2 separate regions of the Anas platyrhynchos genome follow, and region 2 is linked to region 1. The links are chromatin contacts, called in public Hi-C maps. All regions are on one chromosome and are shown on one strand. The core of a region is the stretch at or near the end of the contact, and the rest is flanking DNA. Distances in the headings are between cores, read along the strand shown.

Region 1 (3,541 bases), core at 1-2,500:
ACATCTGGACCAGTAGCCCTTTGCTTCACCTACTGTGGAGCACCAGCCTTATCTTCCGCAGTTACCAAAACCTAACATGACTGGGTTGGTGATTTTCCCATCCACCCCCTCAGACTCTTCTTAAATACCAGTCACTGAGTTTTCCCTTCAGGAGAAAAAAAAAGAAAAAAGCTTAAAATCGTCAGCTGCTTTCCATGTATTGCATCAGACCAATAAAGCTAGGAGTGCTACCAGCAGAGGAACTACAGCACACCACTAGGACTCTTTCTACATACAGCACACACACAGGGAGTACCCTGGTTTTATTTTTAAAATTGCCACCCTCACCTAGTAACAAATGTAAACGGGTTAAGAACTTTTCTCTCAACGTACTACTTCTTGTCCCTAAATTGAACGGCATTTAAGATCCGTTCAAGACTCTGCTTCTCTCTCATTAAATAAGGCCTTATCAGCTGCTATACTGGCAGCCACGAAGGCCAATTAATAGACATGCTGACCGAATTATGCTCTTACCCCAGCAACGTGTCTCTAGCTGAGAACGGAGGCACGCTGGCAAGGTTATAGGAGAAAACTCTTCACTGCTGTTGATCTGTCCAGACCCACGTAAGAACACGCTGTTTTGTTTTCACAGGCCATTTGACTTGCATCTTTTTAAAAAAAGAAAAAGTAGGAGGCTTTATGTCTGCATTTTAATTTTGTGCCTCAGCACGGTGGACTGCTGGCTTGAAAGGTACCACCCGAGTCACCAAACCCGGTACCTGAATGCCACAACTGTTATTGCAAAAATCCCCATTCCCAGATTTACCCAGATCACTTTAAATTGAGGTTTAGATTTCTTACTCCTCCATCCCACTACTGGGAAGCTGTTCGAACCTCAGCACACTGACAGTAATGGAAATCATCTTCCAGTTGCCAACCTAAGCTCACACATGGTAACAGCACACTCATCCTTCCCCTCACGAGAGCATTTGTTGTTAACTTCTACAGCTTTTTTTTTTTTTTTTTTTTTTTTAATCCCTGCAGCCACCCCACTCCTTTCCATGCAGCACTTTTACCTTTTCTCATTAAGAAACAAGCCAAATTCTTTCTCCCCAAAAGCTACCTTTTGGTAGGTGACCCAACTTTCAGCTGGACGCTGGTTACTCAGGCTGACACTGGTGGGCTCAGCGGTAGCTCTTTAGCTGCGTTGTCCCTTTATCGCTACACTGCAGGAAGGCAATCTCAACAGGCTGAATAATGAATGACCTTATTAGCAGATTCTTTGACCTGTAGATGGAGCACGTGCACTGCTGAAAAGAACCACAAGAGCCTACTGACCCCTTGCTAGCAATTCCCAGCAATTTTTATAAATCGGGAAATATTTGTCCCATGTGGCCTAGTGTGACATTCAGCTAAAAAACAAAAAAAAAGTACAAAGACAGAAAACTGGAGCTTGGCAAGCTCTACCCAAAACAGCCACAAAGAGGAAGAACTGTCATGCCCTGCAGCTGCACTGCGTGCACGTTAAGACACGCAATGAATACCATCTACGGGAAATACTGCTACATTTGCTAGACTTTCTGCCATTAAATTATAAAGGCTTTTGGTGAAGTTCAAAAACAGTTACCTTGAAAAGTCTAACTGCTTCCAGGAAAAGGAGCTGCCAATAGATCCACTTCTGGATCTGTTGTTGTTGTGTTTAACATAAAACAAAACAGAGACCACATACATGCACACAGTATTTATTAATAACAAAATCCCATGGAGCCACTTCCATTTCATTTATCATCCACTTCCTAGTGTAACTCAAGAGCCAATCTATTCATTTAAATGAAGATTACCCTGCCTTTTTAGTACTACACTAGAATTAGGACACCTCTTTTACAAAAATTGGTTGATTCTAGGAGAAATGGGCTGGAAACACAGAAATCTTCACACTAGGTTGAGCCAGGTTTATTTGGGCCACTGTCCTGTGTCTGATTATGACCATCACAAGCTTTTTGATAAAGTGGGCAAAAAATTATGTAGAAAGTAGTTTAGAAACCCCCAGCATAGTTTTAAAACCATCTTCCTACCTCCCACTGCATCAGAATGAACTTGGACGTAAAGGCAGAAGTTAGTACTTCTTACAGGAAGATCACACTTCCAAGAGATGCTGCTTTCTCACATTCCACTTGGAGAAACACTTTTGCCTGGGTAACTCATGTGAGACTCACATAAGGCTCTATAAATGAAGCATACATTTTCAAGGCTTTAATTCTGTCCACTGATACTGATTTGCTTTCTTTTCGAAAGGCTTTGTGAACACCAGAAATACAGTGTTAAAGCACACAAAAGCATGCTGTGACTGAGTCCTGTCACAAAAGTACACGCCATCTGAGTCATACATGAGAGCTAAAGGTATGCTCTTTCTACGCTTTGAAGTACATTTTTTGTCTGCTTTCCCAAGTACCTGGCTGTTTATTTTTCTGGACAAACCCACTGGGAAGCAAAATATGATTTTTCTCTTCCTTCGAAGTTCTTGCCTCCCCTGCTTTCCCTCTGCCAGACAGCTAGTACATGGGGAACCTATGGCAATCTTGGACCTGCGGAGCATTGGCATTGCTCCTGATTGCTTAGCACTGCTGATCAAAGCAAGAATTGCATTCTAAAAGCAGGAGAGTGATCTGAAGACAGCTTCAGCCCCAAACGCAAGTGGAATATTTTAACCTCTGGAACTTGATTTTCAGCAGAGCCCAAATGTTTCAGGGATGAAGGTGAAAAAGAATGAAATCTTAGGAAGTTCCTGTTTGTAAGGACCTCACCTTGCAACCACCTATGAGCTTCATATATTCATTCACATACTGTGAATTAAGCTGTAAAGCTTAATGCCCATGTAGCGGAAAACAGGAGAAAAGCTGCACTTACAGGTCAGTAGCTGCTTGGCACATTAACCACAACACTGGCCAGGGCACACACCATGCAGAGATGCTCCCAGAAATGCATTTGCTGCTAGTAAACAGCCCAGAATTTGAGAAAGTAAGCCACCGCTTTGGCTACTTCTCAGTATCCTAAACTTACACTAACTGGTTTTAAAGCCCTTGAATTAGGCATATTTTTTGGCTTATTACCACTTTATGCCAAGTTATACTGGGGAAGCACAGTGACGGCCTTCTCTTCTCACACCAGCCCTACCATCAGGGAGATTCATCAGCTTCTGAGCAGTGCTCACCTGGGGCCAAGGGCCTGCCAGATCCCAGTGCTGTCCTGCCAGCGAGGTGTCTGGGGGTGCCCCAGGAGCAGGGAGAGGACACGGCCAGGACAGGGGGCCCAGGTTGGCCCATGGGTGTCCCGTAGCACAGAACCTTGTGCTCAGCCAGAACGCTGCACTAGAATTTGGCATCATTTGTTTTTCCACTTTTCTTTTTCCCTACCCTCCACTACCCACCCCTTCCTTATTACCCTGCCTTTATCTCAGCCCACAAGTTTGATATCCTAGCTTTTATGTAACCCCAGCATGAGCATCACATTCAAACTCAGCCCCAAACTCCCTTCTGTTCAAATCTTTAGCTTCCTGGGATTA
Region 2 (3,421 bases), core at 587-3,086, 430 kb after region 1:
TGTCACAACAATTGCTACAAACTGACAACCAGTAAACCAAAAATGTGGTAATACAGATGAATTCATGCACTTCAATAGATGTTAAATAGGCAAGTACCGTGTTAACTTCGGGGTTGTAGACAAATGCTCTGTGATACCTGATGTTTAACTTGAGTCTCTGAAGAAGCCAAATCATTAGGAATTGATAACTGTGTGCCATCAGAAAAACTTGGTGCTAGGTGAGGTCTCCCATCCTTGTTTCAGTTCTGGGAGAACAACATGGTTTTACAGCAAAATCTGTTTAAATGCCAAAGTTGTGGTCATTTGCAAGAAGTGAAGGAGCTTGAGTAAGTTTAGTCTGGGAGAGAAGGGACCAAATGTGGTGCACTGAAGCAGAAGACAGCTTGATCTCATCATTGCAGCAGCATTTGCACAGGCTGCAGGTAGGCATGAGTGTGCTTTACTTGCAGCTTAGCACAGACTAATGTATCTGACACTGGCTAGCCAAGGCTCTGCTTTGGTTAACTGTCTGTGGAGCTTATTCAGACCTAATTCAGATCCAACTGACATGCACAGGGGACACATTTGCCTGAAAATGCTGTGATAGACAGACAGGAGATCTGGAAATCTGCTTCACTTCTGGATGCTGACTTTCTAGATAGCAAGACAGTCGTGCTTACCTGTCCTTGAAACAGATCTGGCATTCATCTGAAAAGCTGCACAAATGTGCAAGTGCACCCTGTTGCCTTGTTCACAGTATTGTTGCTTTTCTCTGTATTGTTCCCACATTCAGAAATGCGTTCAGTGGTATTTCTTGGTGGTTCAACCAGAGTTAAATATTACTCACTGCAACAGAAAGCAAGCCCAGGTGTCATGGTATCCCAGTCAGCTGCTCCCGGTTCCGTACAGAACAGCAAACACTGGGCCCAGCTCCTGCCCTGACATGGCAGTGCAGCTCTGCCTACTCTGAAGGAGCTTCTCTTGTTTATAAATGGAGGAAAGAAGCTGCTGTAGTGTGGTAAGGATACATTAACATTTGTGTTGTGTTTTAGTACAAGATGCTCCTGAGTTTTTGAGGTGTATCAGGGGCTTTTTATTCCTGAACAGGAGTAAGTAAAGGTGGCACAGCGATCCGCAGCTGTTCCTTGGGCTAGTGCCTTCAGGCAGATGGGCTCGTTTCTTGGAGAGATTCTCTCCAGTAAAAGAGAGCAAAATAGCTGGATGACTTCCGCACAAAAGCTAAGCCAGTGTGCAAGCGCCAGGCTTTGAGGCAGGGGCAGCTGTGTGTGAGCAGGGTTAGCTGCCTGGCAGGAAGCAAGCTGCTTGCTGGGGAGCCTGGGCTGCTGAGCAACAAAGCTGCTCCCGGCTGTGGCGAGACCCCAGTGCAGGGGGAGTTCCCAGACCTTTGGTTCCTCCATTCGGCTGTGCTGCCTTGGCCTGGCCCCTCCAGGGCAGCTCGGGCTTCCTGAGCAGCTGCAGCGGGCTCGAACAAGCAGTTGCAGTGCATAAGAGCCTCCTGCGCGGCAGGCAGGGGAGGTGGAGCGCACTAATTCCCAGTAGATCTACCTCCTTCATGCAACATTTTTGGCAGAACCCTGTCTGCTTCATCTCATGGTGTGCCTTGGATGAATGTCTCTGTTGCTTGCTGAAATTTTTAACAGGACTGACTTACTCACAAGAACAACTCCTAAAGGGTCTCTTTGTTGCTGCTGTAGCTCTTTTATGGCCCGGTGATTCTTGGGCTTGGGTGGTGCTCCCTTGGCAGAGCTGGGCGACAGGCCTGCCTCTGGTCGTTCTGCTTGAAATTCATTTGCTCTGCATGCTGCTTCTTGCCACAGCCTGGTCACCCACGTAGGCTGATGTGACTCTGTCCCCATCTAGTGACTGGACAGTTCAGGTTGTGCACAGATGAGTGAAGTTACAGTTAAAGCCTTTGGCTGCAGCCCCAGAGATCCATGCTTCTGCTGCCAGAGCCTGCAGAGGAGCCCGCTCTGTGTACATGGCTAGATGCCTCGGGCAGCAGTGCAGCCCTGACTAAATTACACCTCCTCTTTCACTGTTAAAAGAGAGGAGTCAGCCTCGTATCCCAGCTCTGCCTCTGGGTAGTACGGCCTGGGAAGGAATTCATGGAGGGAAGCAAGCCCTTTAAGGTGCTGACTCACACAGGTCCTGTGCAGGACACGAAGCAGGCAGGCAGCCTGCGTGCTAGCAGCAAATGACACGCGGCCGAGTCCACGTCTGATCGCTGCTGTAGAGGGCAGAGCAGCTTTTGAGGTGCAAGCCCAAGTGAGGGGCCAGATCAGGATGTGGCTTGGGCTACTCCGTTTGGCAGTATGTAGTCACCATCAATGCAGGCTGCCCAGTGGAAGCACCATCCCTTTTTCATGGCGAGAGGGCAGATACTGCCACGTGTCCCTGAGTTACCTTTCCTCATGGACAGGCTGTGAAGTTGTTGTGGAATCCTGGGTGTTTCCTTTCATGTCTCCCATAACATCACTGCACGTTTACCGAGTGTTTGGCAGAAGGTGACTCTCTTCCAAAACTGTGTACAGCATTGAAAGGAGCAAAATATAGGCCCTCCAATTTATTCTTGTCAAAAAACCTAAGATGCTGTAGCTCTTGACAGACGTGCTTTGTAAGAAGGGCACTGTTTTTAGAGTTGTTTCCTTTTTTGTGTGCGTGTTCATTCTAAAATTGTTCTCATTCTCAGATTTCCTGAAGCAGCATTTAAATGCCTAGTGCTATTCTGGAGAAACCTTGTATCAGCAGAGCATTTTGCTGACCATTCAGAACATGATGTACATCCGAACAACACATTATGACTCCTTAGCTCAAGTCAGAGCACTGCCAGTAGGGGCAACTGTATTACAAGCAAGCTGAATTCAAGGTTACATGGGGATAGGGAGGAAGAATGACCTGTGCAGACATACTTTAAATCATATCCTGCCTTGAAACCTTGATGACTTTTATAGGCCAAAGCTAAGCACTTTTAAAATAGGTGTCAGGCAGAACAAGAAGCCTACCTGATGTCAGGTGGAATACAGCAGCAGGTCTGGAAAGAGTTGTCTCTGAGAGCTGGCTGCCTCAGACACAAGCTGACTGGCTAAGAGGCCCTTTTCTTTAAGAAGCCTGTTTGCTTTGCTGAATGTTGAGTGCACAGGTGTGGGTGTGTGGGATGGGTGTGCTGTGCAGACGTGTGAGCAGCTGGCAGATAGCTGCTCCCTGCGCCTTGCTGGGGAACGGGCCCTGGGCCTAGTTTGACCGATGGGTCTAGCTTTAGGCTTGTTCTGTGAAGTCAGGCCTTAAAACTAGATGGGGTTTTGTTTGTTTTCTCTGGAAGCTTGATTCTTGTGGCTGAAAGATGCATTTCACATGAAGGGCTGGTTAGGACTGAGAGAGTGGCCAGGCTACGTCTATAAACGCACCTTTGGTGGCCGCTGTA

What was found. Hi-C and Micro-C count contacts between places; a contact is called where the count stands out from the background.
Region 2: a Hi-C map of subcutaneous adipose tissue shows a contact between it and region 1, with 3 times the contacts expected there. The contact joins two enhancer-like sites. A contact is called at or near these places in 2 of 8 Hi-C or Micro-C datasets (skeletal muscle and subcutaneous adipose tissue).

What each region holds. Positions count from the first base shown.
Region 1 is chr9:17,453,086-17,456,626 of IASCAAS_PekinDuck_T2T, forward strand. No RefSeq gene overlaps it. Among named protein-coding and RNA genes, the nearest start is that of SAP130, 51 kb to the left of the region's middle. Within about 2 kb of position 1,251, at least 1 of the 8 cell types and tissues checked has an H3K27ac peak or open chromatin away from gene starts, as enhancers often do. A contact at or near this core is called in subcutaneous adipose tissue, where this site is marked.
Region 2 is chr9:17,882,570-17,885,990 of IASCAAS_PekinDuck_T2T, forward strand. The region is part of intron 3 of OTOS (otospiralin); the gene reads left to right. Among named protein-coding and RNA genes, the nearest start is that of OTOS, 120 kb to the left of the region's middle. Within about 2 kb of position 1,837, at least 2 of the 8 cell types and tissues checked have an H3K27ac peak or open chromatin away from gene starts, as enhancers often do. A contact at or near this core is called in subcutaneous adipose tissue, where this site is marked.